Regions from separate parts of the Arachis hypogaea genome. Here region 1 is linked to region 2. The links are chromatin contacts, called in public Hi-C maps. All regions are on one chromosome and are shown on one strand. Each heading gives the region's core, a stretch centred on a gene start, on an enhancer-like site or on the middle of the called end of the contact. The rest is flanking DNA. Distances are from core to core; before and after follow the strand shown. Region 1 has its middle 4.6 kb from the start of LOC140182673. Region 2 holds the start of LOC112783390 (CDPK-related kinase 5).

Region 1 (7,501 bases), core at 1,123-3,622, 600 kb before region 2:
GGTATTTAGTTGGAGCTAAATTATATATGTTACCATATATATTTGCTGGAAATATGAATGTTGCATTCATATGAGTATATAGATGTATGTTAAAGCGGTGCACTTGTCTTGTAAGGTTGAATGTTGATGTATGGTTTTTAATGTGGTAGCCTGAAAAGACATTTTTTGTATACGAGTGCTTAATTTAGAGATGGAAGTGTATAAATTTGTTCTTATCTCACATTATTTGTTGAGTGGCCAATTGCGATTCCTTTGCTGAACAGTGGTCGGTGAATGGAGAAACTTGTGTTGGAATCTTAGCGTTGAGGGATATTGAGCAGGAGGGGTTTTCACCATTTACTTATTCCTTTTATATGACTATATTCCTTTCTTTATTTTACTTGGACCTGCATCTTTGTGTTATGCACCTCTATGGCATTACCCATTAGTGGACAGCAAGCTTTTCCACCTTTCTTTGGGTCCCCTTAATTTTGTGAAAAAGATTTAATTTACACCATAAGTATTATGAACTATTGAGCTAAGAAGGAATGAAGTTGATGAAAAAATGTTTAGTACAATAAGATTCTCAAAATTAACAAAATTAACTCAAAAAATGTAGTTCACAAAATTAACTCCTTAGAGATTGCAACAGTAAGATTCTCAAAAACCTTCACTCAAATCGATTTTTTCTTTCTCCTTCAAACTGTTATAAAGATAACAAACATTTAAGATAGGTCGATTTTTTTCCCCTGCATGTCAACAAGTAACTCAATCAGTGCAACATTAACAACCTTTTAGCACATTCTCAGCGACCTTAGCTTGAAACTAACGGACAGAAAATTAAATTTGATAAATGAACTTGCAATAACATTCATTAATAATATCTTCTTCAAATTTTTATTCCTTGTTTTACATAAAAAAAAAAAATTATTTTTGCTATGGTTCTGGTAAAGTTTATTAGCGTAACTCTTGTATACTAGTTTATTATTGTCATTTTTTGATAATATAAATTTATTAATCTCCTTACAAAAAACAAAGTAAATAAAAATTAAATAATAACTGAAGATAAAATTATAAATAATTATAATTTTTAGTTTATAATAGTATCAAATACAAGACTTTCGAGAGTACTAAAAAATTTTTGATTAACATAATTTATTAAACTATGCTTTGCTATATTTTTCATATTTTTTTTGTTTTTCGTATAAACTATATTTTATGATTTCATATATATTATTCTTAATTTATACATTTATAAAAATTACTTAAATATTCATCTTGAACTAATCAATTAACGTAAAATATTTATTAAATTTCATGTCCTCCGACTCAATTTTCACTTAAAACAGATTTTGAAAATTATCAACTAAACGACATTTATTTTATTATGATTTATCCTAATATAAAGTTATTAATCATAAATCACATTAATACCAATGTACTTATAACTAAAATCAATTTCACAAAAAAAAAAAATTTAATACAAATTTTAATCTAAACACACACTACGTTGTTAGCACAATACATAACTAGAACACGTTATCGATAAACTACACTAAATCGACTAAATTTCTATTTTAGGGCCTTAGCTTACACAACGAACAATATTCACAATGAAATTTTTTTTCTCAGATATTTTTCAAATTAGTTTTTTATTGAAATCTTTTACTCAATTACTTACATAATTTAAACAAAAAATTTGTTCCGTACTATCAACTAATAATCGTTAAATTTATTCACCAATTTTACGCCTGTAAGTGTTCAACCATTCTCATTCTTACCTTCTGCCTAACTTTTGTATTTTTTTGGGAATCCTTACCTTCCTTCCAAACCAACAGATAGTAAACACCACTTCCGACCGGATGAAAAAATTTAACGGATTTCCACCGGTAAAACCCAACTCATTAGATGTCTTTAGTCCATTAGTGATACCCATTGAATGATAGTCCAATCCTTCGCACTCAAACCTTAAATGGGCCACACATATCTTCCTGCAGCCCACAACCATTTCGGCTCGGCTAAAGTGCTATTGCACTTCTGCAGCAAATTCTGGCTCCACATACGTAGGCTTCTTTAAAATTGGACAAAACCGACAATTACTCTCAACATGCACAGCATAACTTCCACACCATTTGCTATCCCACCCAACACTCTATTGATGGGATTTCCACACAAGAAAGTGTCCCATCAATCCCTGCCCTTCTAATATTTTACATTATATCTTTGCGGACATACCAATGGAAACACTGCTGTTCTGCAAAAATACATGGGCACACGTGAACACCTTCCTTATATTATATTCTGACATAAAAAAAGTGGCATATTACATGTCTTTGAGCCTTTAGTTGAATGACAAAATATAATGTTTTTTAATATTCTTCATCCGGGATCGATCCCCGGCAATGACCGAGTAATAAATGACAAAAAAAAATAATAACATATCATATGCCTATCGAACAACCACATTCGAATTTGAATTTGACTTTAGCTGTAGTGAACAAAAAAAAAAAAATTCATATGGTATAGTGCGGATTTGTTATATTATAAAGACCGAACAAAAGTAGCTAGATAAAAATTTACTATGTGCTTCAACTTCCAAGATATTAGAGACAAAGAAAGACAATAAAAATAATTTGTATTATATTTCATTATAGTGGATAGAATTAAAAAAGGATCGTTGTCTATCCTTATTAGAATGGGCAAGTCACATAAATATGTATAAAATACCAAAATTGTCAATTCTAATTAAAATATAAAAATTTCTTCTAACCTATAGTTTCTTTCTTGTATTATTAGGCTAGCATTTTTAATCTAATCACTTTTATTTTCAATGTTCCCTTCATATGTAAGAGAAAAGAAAGAGAGACAGAAGAGAGAAAGAATAACCGCGGAAGAAAAGGAAAAAAAAACAGACGAAAGAGGAGAAAATCAAAATATAGAGAAAGTATAAAATGATGAAAAGGTAAAAGAGGTAAAGTAACAAAGAACAAAAACGAAGGAGGAGGTAGTGAAGAGAAAGGACAAGGACAAGTAGAAGAAAAGTAAATTCATTTAGAATTTTGCTAAGGAGCTAATGAGATATCTGTACAATGTGTACAATGGGCTATTTATTTAGTCCAATTTGAGTTAAAAATGAAAATTACCCACGTTTACTCTAATTTTAAAAGTGTTATTTATTTTTGTGTTCACTACCATTGTACACATTGTATACCAATTACATTGGCTCTTCATACTTTTCCATTCAGAATTATGAAGGAAGAATAAAGATCTGATCCAAAATACTTCATTAAGTTTGTGTCTACAATTTTTTCTTCTTTCGTGTTTCTATCCTAACAATTAAACATGTTTTATTTTTCGAGTAAATGTTCAATTTGGTCTCCGATATTCAAATCACGCATCAATTAAATTCTTGACTTTTGTAAATGTCCAACTACGTCCTTTAAATTGAAAAACGTAAGTCTCCATTGGTCTCCGAGTAAACTGCCATCTTAATAGTGCTGACGTATATTGTTAAGTGCCATCCTGACAATATAAAAAGGGCATCGTTCAAGGAGAACCCACCTGAAACCTGCCTCATCCTTGTTGAGACCCAGAGTTTCCATCTCCCCTTTCTTCTTCTCCATCAACACTTCATTCCAAGAAGACATTGCCACTGGAGACTTCTTCACCACATGTTGCAAGATGCCGAGACCGAGCCTCGCACTCTGTGCCCCTGACCGTCTCCTGAAGTCATGTTTGCTGTCGCATATACATTGCCACGTAAGGCCATCACCGTGCCTCCCCGATTTGAAAAACCAGAGTATCATCTTAATCGGTGACCCCTAATCCGCCTTAGAAGTCTCTTTGACCTCTTGCCCGTCCGCATGTCGTGTCCTCCTCCTTGAAGATATTTCTGCTTCGGCGCTATTGTGACACCACTCTTCTCCTCCGGCAGCAATTTTTCATCTGCGGTTAATGTCGTGGCAACCACTCCCATGAGGTCAGAGAGAGAGAGAGAGAGAGAGAGAGAGAGAGAGAGAGAGAGAGGCATCAGAATTCAAGGATATGATAATAGTGACGGTGATGTGGGAGTGAGGGTGAGATAATGAAGTAGGATAGTTAGTGAACGTGAGGATGGAGGATGGATGATGATGGGTTATGGGTATGCAAAGGACAAGGATAAGTTGAATGAGATGGTGGAAATGGGTGAGGCATGATGATGATGGAGACAAGAACAAAATGATGGTGGTGGTGGTGATGGTGAGAATTGGTGAGGACACAATGGTGTTGATGATAGAGACAAAGAATAAGTACTGGTCGTAGTTTTGGTAACGGCAATTTACTCCAAGACGAAAGAGATTCATGTTTTGGAATTTAAGAGACCTAATTTGTAAGAACCGGAGTAACGATTTTAATAAAATAATAATTTTTAACTGCACAGACTAGGTTCAAAAATATAGAAATGATATTTTGTAAATAAAAAGGTGAAATCTGAATTCAATAAATTTTTTTGAGTGGGAAAATGTATCTTTTACGAATTTTTTTTTTATAAAAATACGTACTGGCACTTAAGCCGGCAGTATTGGCTCTAGTTTGACCAGTACCGCGTATTGAGACAAATATAATTTTGAAAATTGAATTTATTGTTTTAAAAGGATAAAAATAATTTAGAATAAAAAACCGGGCGCTAATTTTAAAGGTTTTGGCCCAAAGTGGGTCAAACGGGGTAAAAATGCTAACAGATTGGAGCCGGCTCTAGTTTGACAAGTACCGCGTATTGAGACAAATATAATTTTGAAAATTGAATTTATTGTTTTAAAAGGATAAAAATAATTTAGAATAAAAAACCGGGTGCTAATTTTAAAGGTTTTGGCCCAAAGTGGGCCAAACGGGGTAAAAATGCTAACAGATTGGACCGGGCCCAAGTTGGGCCCAAATCCAACATATCTAAATCTCTTTTAATGAGCATTCAACTCATTTTACCCTAAATTGAGAGAGGACAGACGCTGAGATGAGTGGAGAGGAGAAGGCAGAAGAACACTATTCACCTTCATCTTGTTTCACTCATAACTTTTGATCCGGAGCTCCAATTGACGAGCCGTTTACGGCTACGCAAAGCTCTTGCTGAGTCCGTCATTTATAATGAAGGTTTGTAGGTAGAAACTCAAAATTCCCACTCTAGTTTGTGATGATAATTGTGATATAATGATTGTGATGTGATGATATTGTAAATTATGAGGAATTAGATTGTGTAAATTATTGGTATGAAAATATTGAATTGGAATTATAGATTTGTGTTGATTTATGATGGAAAAGTTGAGTAAATTAGGTGTAGAAGTAATGAAAATACAATGAAATGGTAAAGTGTAGTATGTGATAGTGTTTTGTGATAAAATTGGGTATGTTTTGGTTTGGTTTGATTTGGAATTTAGGAACTAGAGAACTTTGATATTTTTGTGTAAAACTTGATTTTTGGTGAACTTTGGTGGATCATAACTTGAGCCTCAAACATTGAAATTGAATAATTTTTATTTTAAATTAAAGATGATTTCAAGAGATTTAAAATGATATAAAATTTGAGGAAAACAGGGTGTTACATTTATGGTATCAGAGTAGTTTGTCCTCGTGAGCCTGAGGGATGGACCAATTGTGCTTTGTTGCACACTCTGGGTCGTTTTTCTTTCGTGCTATTTAGGATATCTGTTTGATATGCATATCATGTTTGTTTGTGAGTACTTTTGGGAAAATTGAAGCACCGAGCTTGGGATATTGAGACTGATCATCTTGATATTGATTGTTTGGTGTGGAAAAGAAACCCGAATGGCAACTCGCGGATGAGGTCAATCACATTAACGGAGAGATAGTGAGGATGATTAACCTAGCTAATGCATTACGAGCTCAACATATTCCGGAAAACCAGTTCGTGGATTTTGCGGCATATCAGTTGATGGGTGAGGTTTAGCATTGGCGGCAGGGGAAGTTCCAACTGATGCAGCTATAGAATGAGGAAATAATTTTGTAGTTTTTAATTAGAATTTTCAATTTCTAACCAGTATGGCCTTGAATCATGCTAAAAAAGTTTAAAGCTTAGAATTATTTTCAAATTTGGTTTGGAACCTTTGGTTTAAATGATTTGGTTTTGAATTTGGGTCGGAACTCTTGGTTTGAATAATATGGTTTACAAATAAAAGTGAGTTCTATGATTTTGTTAATTTGTGCATTTGGTTTGTAATTTAACTCATCGGAAAGGATTTAAATTTGAAAAGCTATGATGTAAGGATTTTAATGAATTTAAGAAAAATCATGATTTAAAGTAATTAATTTAAGAATAAATAATTTTTGAGTCTTTTGAAAAATTTTTAACAATGAATTAGTTTAGATTGAACTTGTTTTGAAGGTTTTGAAAAATGTTATAAAAGCAGTATTTGGTTTAAAGGAAAATTTATGTTCCATGTAGTGGAGTAATTCGAGTTATTAGTGACGAATAATTAGAGTGACGCAGCGGAAGGCAAATGTAAGGTTCTCAGTATGGTAACAGTGCCCAATATATAAGATATAAGGTTTCGGGATGCCAAATGTGGTGCAGGAATTCAAATTTCCCAACAGCTTAACCGGCAAATACACCGGGTCATCCAAGTAATACCTCAGGTGAGTGAGGGTCGATCCCACGAGGATTGTCGGACTGAGCAAGCAGTGGTTGTCAAGTTTGACTTAGTTAGGTGAATCAGAAAACGGTTTTGAAGGTTGAAATCGCATAGAACAATAAATAAGCAAATAAAGAAAGCAATAAACAGTTTGGTGTGAAAGCAGTGTGAGAAAACAGTTAAGGCTTCGGAAATGTTTATCTTTCTGGATTAAAAGTTCTTACCAACTATTTTAACAATGCATGATTTAGCCTAATCTCTTAGTGATTTAGCCTCCTCTAATCTTCATTAACCGCCACTCTCGTGGTCACTTAATTCCGATTAGAGGGTTAAGTTCAGAAGACTAGTTTAACGCCACAAAACCCCTAATTACCCAAAGCTAACAGGATCTTATGTCACATATCCCAATTAGTTCATGTAATTAGCAATTTAGGAGGAATTTGTTTTCAAGCTGTAGTTCAAGCCAGATAACTCTCTTGAGAATCATAAGAACTTAAGTAGAAAAAGGGACATACTCTCATTCCACCCAATTCATAAGATTAAGAACGAAAACAATACTTAGAATTGAATCAATACATTAATTAAAATAGAAAAGCAATAGTTCTAATCCATAGAAATAAACAGAGCTCCTAACCTTAAACTGTTGCTTGTCCTCAAGCAACCAAAACAATATAGGACCAAGAAGAGAAAACGCTTAAGACTTTGAGTTGTCATTTAAGCTCAGATCTAGTTACTGAATAGGGCTTATGACACTCTAATTCTGAATAGGTTCAGCATCTCATTATCCTTTGGAGCTCAGAAGTATTTGTGCCCTTCAAAACTAGAATTCGGATGATATTATAGATTCTCTTCTTTAGGCTCTAATTGATTCTTGAACACAGCTCTTTTTCTTTTATTTG
Region 2 (7,654 bases), core at 2,287-4,786:
ACGTGTATGGGGAGACCTGGTCGGACAAAGTCAGATAACCCAAAGTCAATTGCTTTTAATTCTGACTCTGAACTTTCATCCTTCGACGTATACAGAAAATTCTGAACAAAGAAATGCCAGGGGTTTAGGCCCAGTTTCGGTAACCAACTTAATTAAGCTCCTTTTGATAAAATAACTTAAACAATAAATGATTCTGTTAAAAGTAACTTATAAATAAGTTATTTTGTGTTTGGATTTTTAACTCTAAAGTGCTTATTTTATAGAAATGTGATGAAAAGTAGAAGTATTATGAGAGAAGTCATTTTTTTTAACTTCTCTATAAGCTCCTAAATAACTTCTTAAAAAGTTACAATTTAGTTTTGAAAATTGCACCAGACATTAATACTACTATTTTTCATAAGTCAAAAGTTTAAAAAAGTTACTTCTAAAGTTTCCAAACGAGCCCTTAGTAAACAACAGCCTCCAAAATGAGATCCCATCCAATAATTTAATTGAACCTTGACTACAATAGTTATTTATACACAAACAACGAGTTTCAGTGAAAAAGTAATTTTTCATAAAAAAAAAAAATCATCTTTTCTTATTTGCTTCATTTTCTTAGAAAATGTCTATATTGAGAAAAATGAGTTTAACACTTGAGCCAGAGCCCGAATGATTGCTGCACTAGACGAAACTTAAAACCACTTAGGTCATACCCATGGATTATACTGGCCTATGTACAGCAACCTAATGATATTTCGAGAAAATCCAAAATCCATGCAAAACTGTTAACAGCGGACCTCAAGTAAAGGCTGTTAAACCAATTCTAATGTTAGTACCATGTCCCATTCCAATGACATACATGAATAATGTAGAGCAAAACAAATAGTTCAATTTACCATTTGAAATAAAAAAAATAATAAAACAAATTCTCAAAAGCTAAATACCTACCACTGGGTTACCATTAAGGTAATTAGGATTAACCAACCCATGCTCTGCATAGCTATTGTATCAAATGAATCTGTGGCAAAAATCAAAGAAGACAAAAGGAAAAGAGTTACCTCTGGCTTAAGATCTCGATGCACCACACCTTGAAGATGACAAAATGCAACAACATTTAGTATTTGTACCATCACAGCCTTCGCATCATCTTCTGAGTATTTCCCTCCTCTTAAAAAATAAAAATTTCAAACAAACAGACAAACATAGAACTCGTTAGTGGCATGGTTCAATTCCAAGGTCTTTTGTTTTCTTTTTTTCTTGGGGGGACGGAAGGGCAGGGGGCAGTATTGTTCCTGCTTTATAACGTACTTTGATAGTATCCTATCCAAAAGCTCGCCACCTTCGCATAACCTGAAATATGAACAGTATCAAGTGAATTATGAAAAAGTTGGGAAAAAATAAATGAAAAATAAATAAAAGCTCTCACATGTGATGCACATTCAATCAACAAAAATAAGTAATCAAACCTATTATACCATCTTGGTGTTACCAAAAATAGTGTCTAGGGTTGTGACAGAATACTTCATTGAAGAATAAATTATTAGCTTCCTTTCCATAAGTTTTGTCTTCGCTAGAATTGCGAGTGCACTACTGTTATGATATCATTTGAAAAGGAAACAGATGCCCAAAACTTACTCCATCACAATGTAGACATTATCTTGATCTTCAAATGCATCATAGTATTGTACCAGATTCTTGTGTCCGTTCAAAGCTCGCAATATCTTAACCTCCCTTCTCACATCTTCAATTGCAATTGCTGTTGTCATCTGGCAACAAAATGGGTGAAGATTAAACCATAATTTTGACCTCTATATATGGTTCACAATAGTGTAGAAGTTGCAACAAAAGTTATACCAAGTATCTAGACAATGCCACTGTGGAGAAGTCCAAGCTTTTCATACAATAAGAACAATATCATCCACAGCAATTTCAATTTGCTATAAGAAATGTTCCAACAAGTTTATCACAAAGCATCCAAGTTCAACATTTAACAATTAGAATGGATTAGGTCAATGCCGAGCTATGCTACTCAATTTTCATGACTCCGGAAGATCAAACAAATACATACGACTTCAAGGATTTCGAAAACCATCCACTGAAAGAATCCTCAGAAAGTAAATAAATAAATCATTACACAAAAGACCAAACAGAAAGACCTAGTGTTTGGAAGCTGTATGAGACACAGACAAAAACAAACGAATACACAACCCTGTAATCATCATAACAATAATTCCCCGCGGAAAATACTTCCTAGCTTTAATATCTTTGCATAAAATAATAATCATAACAATAATAAAACTCAAGCTTTGTCTAGCAGACAATGTAAATCACCCCCAAATGACTAAGCATTTGCAACAATTCACAATCCTCAACAAAACAAAAACAAATCAAAAAACAAGTGCAAGTTTGTAATCATGATGAGTCTATAAGGAACTAAAAAGTAAAAACACATGAAAGGAGACAAAAAAGAGGATCAAATTATTGTTATTAACCTTAGCTTTTGGGATGACTTTAACAGCAACTTGCTGACCCTTAAGCTCACCCTTCTTGTACCTAGCAGAACAAGTATACCCAAAATGCCCTCGACCCACTTCTTCCCCAACCTCAAGCCTACTAGTGAACTCCTTCGAGAATCCGAATCTCTTATCCAAATCGGCGGCGCCTCCTCCGCCGTCCTCCTCTCCTTCCTCCGGTATTGCCGTTGCCGCCTTCTTTCCCTGCCGTCTAGCCAACACAGCCCTTATGTGCTTCGCCGGCGACGGAGGCGGGAACGGTCGCCTGAAAAACCTCCTCGGCGTCGAGCTGGCACTCTTGTTCCCTCCTCCGGTCGCCGGAGACTTCTTGAGGAAGCGTGCAGGGCTTGGGCTGTAGAAGGGGAAGAACGGCGACTGTTTACCGGCGATGACGTCATCTTTCCGGTCACCGGGGGGAGTGAGAGGGGTTCTGGGGATTTGTTGTGAGGGATCGTAAGGTTCAGCTTCAGGTTCCCGAGAAGCGTAAGGGTTGGGTTTGTGAGGCTTTGAAGTGCAAACCCCCATTGTTGGAAAACGGTTAGAGAAGCTCGCTTAGTGAAGAATTGGTCATGACATTGCGGGGAAAATTTTCTGGGTTCCGTTCAGCTTCCGCTAAAATTTCGAACTTTACAAAGTTGGGAAGAGGGTCGAAGATTTTGAGGAATTCTATGTTTGGATGGAGAGAGAGAGAGAGAGAGAGAGAGAGAGAGTGTGTGTGTGGTGGCTTTGTTGGGAAGATGAAGATGGAGATGAAAATGAAGAAGGTGAGCAATCTCATGGGACACGTGGCATGCACGTGAGCGTTGATGATGTTTGGGTGTTCATTGAATTAGGAAAGAGTAGTTCTTGTGTTGATGAATTATGAATATGAACGAACGAACGAATGAATGAATAGCGAGTTGAGGCAAGTGAGAAGATGGGGATTGTAATTGGAGTAATTGTGTGTTGTGTTTTGCAGTTTGCATTGGTTGCCACAGCTTTGGCTACTACATATTGTTTTTCCACTTTTGAGTTTTGACTGATCAACAACTACGCCGTACCAAGAGAAATGCACCAATTATTATAGTACATTATTTAGAAAAAAAAAATATAATTAGATTTTGGAAAATTTTGATCTAGAATTAATTAATTTTTTAAAAGAGAAAAATATTAATTAGATCTTTTAGCATAATAAATGATGGACATATATGTTCTTTCGCTAATGAATAACGCAAAATAAAACATCATTGTACATGGGCATGAAAATCGGTTGTTGTCATATAAGTATAAAAATAATATAATTTTGGATAATAAAATATTTATTATATTTTAATTTTTTATATAATATTTATCAATTATTTTATATTATTATAAATTTTTGTTATAGACCTAACAATTTTTCATAAATAAATATGTGATAATAATTAATGATACATGTAAGTATTACTGTTAAGTTTTATACAATAATACATATATAGTGTCCACCATTATTTATTATTATAGAGATTAAATTAGTAGTTTTTTTAGCAATTAATTAGTTTAAAGTTGAATTTTTTAGGAACTTAATTATTACTTTACTTAAAAAATAATAAAAAAAAAAAGATTGTGTTGTGTAGAATGTATTACATAGTGAATTTTAAAACATATATATTTTAGATTAGAGATTTTGAATTTATTTGAGATCGGAGATTTTGGATTTAAGTTTTATAGAGAAATATTATTTAATTTAAGATTTTTTTTTAATATATCAATGAATTGAAGGTATTATTTTAAAATTTTAATTTTAATGTTGTAAAATATTTTATATATTTAATAAGGGTTAAGTACTGAAATCGTCCCTAAGGTAAGTGGCGAAAATCAAATTCGTCCCCGACGTTTTTTTGCTATTAAAATCATCCCGAACGTTCAGAAACACTTTAAAATCATCCTTTCCCGAATTTTTGGACAAAAATACCCTTGACTATTAATAAAAAAAAAAAAAACCCTACCCCCACCCTCGCCCATCAGCATCTCTTCGCTTCTCTCTCCCCCCCAACCCCCCAATTTCCCTTCCTCCTACACCCACCCCCAAACCCCACCCCCAAATCCCATCCCATCCCATCTCATCATCATCATCATCATCATCATCAGTTCCCACTCCCTCACCCCCATCACTGTCGCCCCCTCACCCCTTCACCGCCGCCGCCTCACCCCCTCACCGCCGCCGCCCCTGCGTCCAACCCGCCGCCGCCCCTGCGTTCAACCCGCCGCCGCTCCGCGTCCAACCCTCCTGCCGCACCATGGGTCCAACCCCCCGAACCGCACCGCACCACCGCTTCTTCTTCTTCTTTTTTTTTTCTTCTGTGAACTGAATTTGTTGAATCTTTGGACTGGATTTTTTGTAAAATTTGTTATGCATGTTTGAATTTTCTGTTGATGATGATGATGATGAACATGAAGAGAGGGGCATGAGAAAGGGGGTGGGGGGAGGTATTACAGTGAGGGGGTGAGGGAGTGGGTGAGGGGGAGGTGGTGAGGGGTAGGGGGTGAGGGATGGGGGGTTACAGTGAAGGGGTGAGGGAGTGGGTGAGGGGGTGGAGGATTACAGTGAGGGGGTGAGGGAGTGGGTGAAGGGGAGGCGGTGAGAGGTAGGGGGTGAGGGGGTGGAGGGTTACAGTGAGAGGGTGAGGGAGTGGGTGAGGGGTAGGGGTAAGGGGGTGGAGGATTACAGTGAGGGGGTGAGAGAGTGGGTGAGGGGTGGGGGATGAGGGGGTGGAGGGGTGAGGGGTGGGGGTTTACGGTGAGGGAGGGGGTGAAGGGGGGGGTGGGGGGTTACCGGAGTGGGGTTAAGGTGTTGGTGTTTGTGTTTGTGTCTATGATGGTGGTGGTGGTGGTGGTGGTGGTGGTGATGATGGTGGGGTGATGAAGGTGAAGAGGAGAATAATGATGATGAGGGTATTTTGGTCCAAAAATTTGGGAAAGGATGATTTTAAAGTGTTTCTGAACGTTCGGGATGATTTTAATAGCAAAAAAACGTTGGGAACGAATTTGATTTTCGCCACTTACCTTAGGGACGATTTCAGTACTTAACCCTTTATTTAATTATATTCTTTTTTTCTTTTGGATTATCATATACATAATTAAAGTAAAAATTAGTTATTTTTTATTAATATATTGTTACATAATTAGATATATGTATAAATTATTTTATATAGTATTTTAAAATTAAATTTTTATCTTGAGGTGAGTTTGTATTTCCGTCTTCATTTTTCAGAGTTTAAGTATAAAAAAATTGGATAAATTGACTCAAAATAATCTCACACTAAAGTTGTACGTGTATAACATTTTTGAATATATAGAAAATATAAAATAATTTGTGATGATAAGAAGGGTAATTGTCAATGATGAATAGGAGACAAGACTACAAAACAACTGAATAATAACCAACCAAAAATGATGATGATTTAATAACACCAAAATAAGGGTATGCTTAATTTGAATGGTTAAGAAACAGGAGAGTGAAGTGCACACAACCGAGTTAATAAATGAGAGGGGATAAATGTTTAATTATTATTAATTTTTTGTTTGCTTTTAAAAGTTCCTTGCTTACTCTTCCCTTCATCTCCACCAACTACTACTATTATTGTTAGCAAGAGTTAAGTAAACTCCAATTTAAGAGCTTTTAATATTGTGTTGACATTATTAATATAATATGGGGCATGCTTTATTTTTGTTTGTTTGGCATAAATTAGACATGAGCAAAACTCAACGCCCTTCCCTAACAAAGTAACAATCAACTCATTATTAATATATGTGCATATTCTTTGTACCATGGTCTGTATACGATAATAATAATAAGGGTCCATCTAGTGTACAGATGCATTTTGGTACAGATTTATAGATTTTTATTTTTATTTGGTTGTTTATTGATTTAAAAGCGTATCACTAAAAGTGTTGCTTAGAGAAAAAGTGTTACCCTTAATCGTTAAGTTGGCTCTTATACCAATTTTTTAACATTCGACTTTTCTTTCCTTTTTGAAATTAATTCTTCATATTTTACTTCAAATAAGATTATAATTTGTATAGATTCAATTGGTGGTGCAAATTTATAATCTAAAGTATTGACCATTTTTATTATTTTTCTTGTGTGATTATTTATTATTAGTCCTTGATTTATAATTCTGATTTTTATAGTTTTTCAATCTTGTTTTAGTTTATAATATTCTTTTTTACATGGATTATTATATATAAAATCTTTTATCTGTTTGTCTTTTTCTTTAATATAATTTCTCAAATCCTCAAGAACTTCTTTTATTTCTACACTTTCTGTTGTTTCTAAATATCTTTTTAATTTTTCAACTTCATTCTCCATTTTTTCTTTCAACAGTTTTAATTCTTTTAAGTCATAATATGGTTTTCCAGGCATTTATAAATTTTTTAAGTTTAATTCCAACTTGTTTATATTTATTCTTATTTCTATCCTTTTTATTATAAGGTCATCAATTTCGATCTGAAAATTATTTAATTCCCTTTTATATTCTTTTATTTTACTTTTTAATTTTTCCGCCCTTTTTCTTTTTATTTTATTTTCTGGTTTTTCAATCTTTTTATGCTTCATTATTTTAGAATTTCTGCAAACTCTATCATCGATTCATCACTATTTTTCAGAGATTCTATTAATTTCTCTAGCTCTTCAACTTCTCTTTTCAACTTGTCAAAAATTATTTTTAGAGCTTCAAATGCCCTTTGATTTATTCCAGAAAACTGTAAATAATTTAAACGATTTTCTCTTTCAAAGAGCTCTTGTTTCTTGTCTTGATAAGTTACATATATTTCTTCTTTATTTATTGTCATAATTTAGTGTTTAGGGTTTCATTTAACTTTTCGACCTTTTTTGTTAATTCTTTTATTTCAGAATTTTCTTCTTTAATTTTTAACTTAGATAAACTTAAAGGGCTATTAATTTTAGATTCTCTTATTTGGAAATTCGATGAAACTAATTTTTCTGATGGTTCTTTTAATAATAGAACTGGGTTTTCAATAGCTTTATATTTTGGTATTTCTGTTTTTACAATTTTCTGAAATAATTCATCGACATAAATTCTTTCTCTGTTTTTAAATATTATACTATGATGGCTATTTGTTAAAGCATAATTTATTGCATATGTAATTGAAAATGGTTCATCGTCTTGTTCCATTAG

What was found. Hi-C and Micro-C count contacts between places; a contact is called where the count stands out from the background.
Region 1: a contact with region 2 is called in a Hi-C map of leaf, with 4 times the contacts expected there. The contact joins the enhancer-like site here to the promoter of LOC112783390 in region 2. A contact is called at or near these places in 2 of 8 Hi-C or Micro-C datasets (leaf and an unstated tissue).

The regions. Positions count from the first base shown.
Region 1 is chr20:73,099,867-73,107,367 of arahy.Tifrunner.gnm2.J5K5, reverse strand. No RefSeq gene overlaps it. Among protein-coding and RNA genes, the nearest start is that of LOC140182673, 4.6 kb to the left of the region's middle. Within about 2 kb of position 2,372, at least 1 of the 3 cell types and tissues checked has open chromatin away from gene starts, as enhancers often do.
Region 2 is chr20:72,499,259-72,506,912 of arahy.Tifrunner.gnm2.J5K5, reverse strand. It overlaps LOC112783390 (CDPK-related kinase 5), which reads right to left and starts at 3,536. Exons shown (of 11, transcript XM_025826324.2): 1 at 2,475-3,536; 2 at 1,618-1,748; 3 at 1,291-1,332; 4 at 1,041-1,149; 5 at 17-101. The coding sequence starts at 3,020.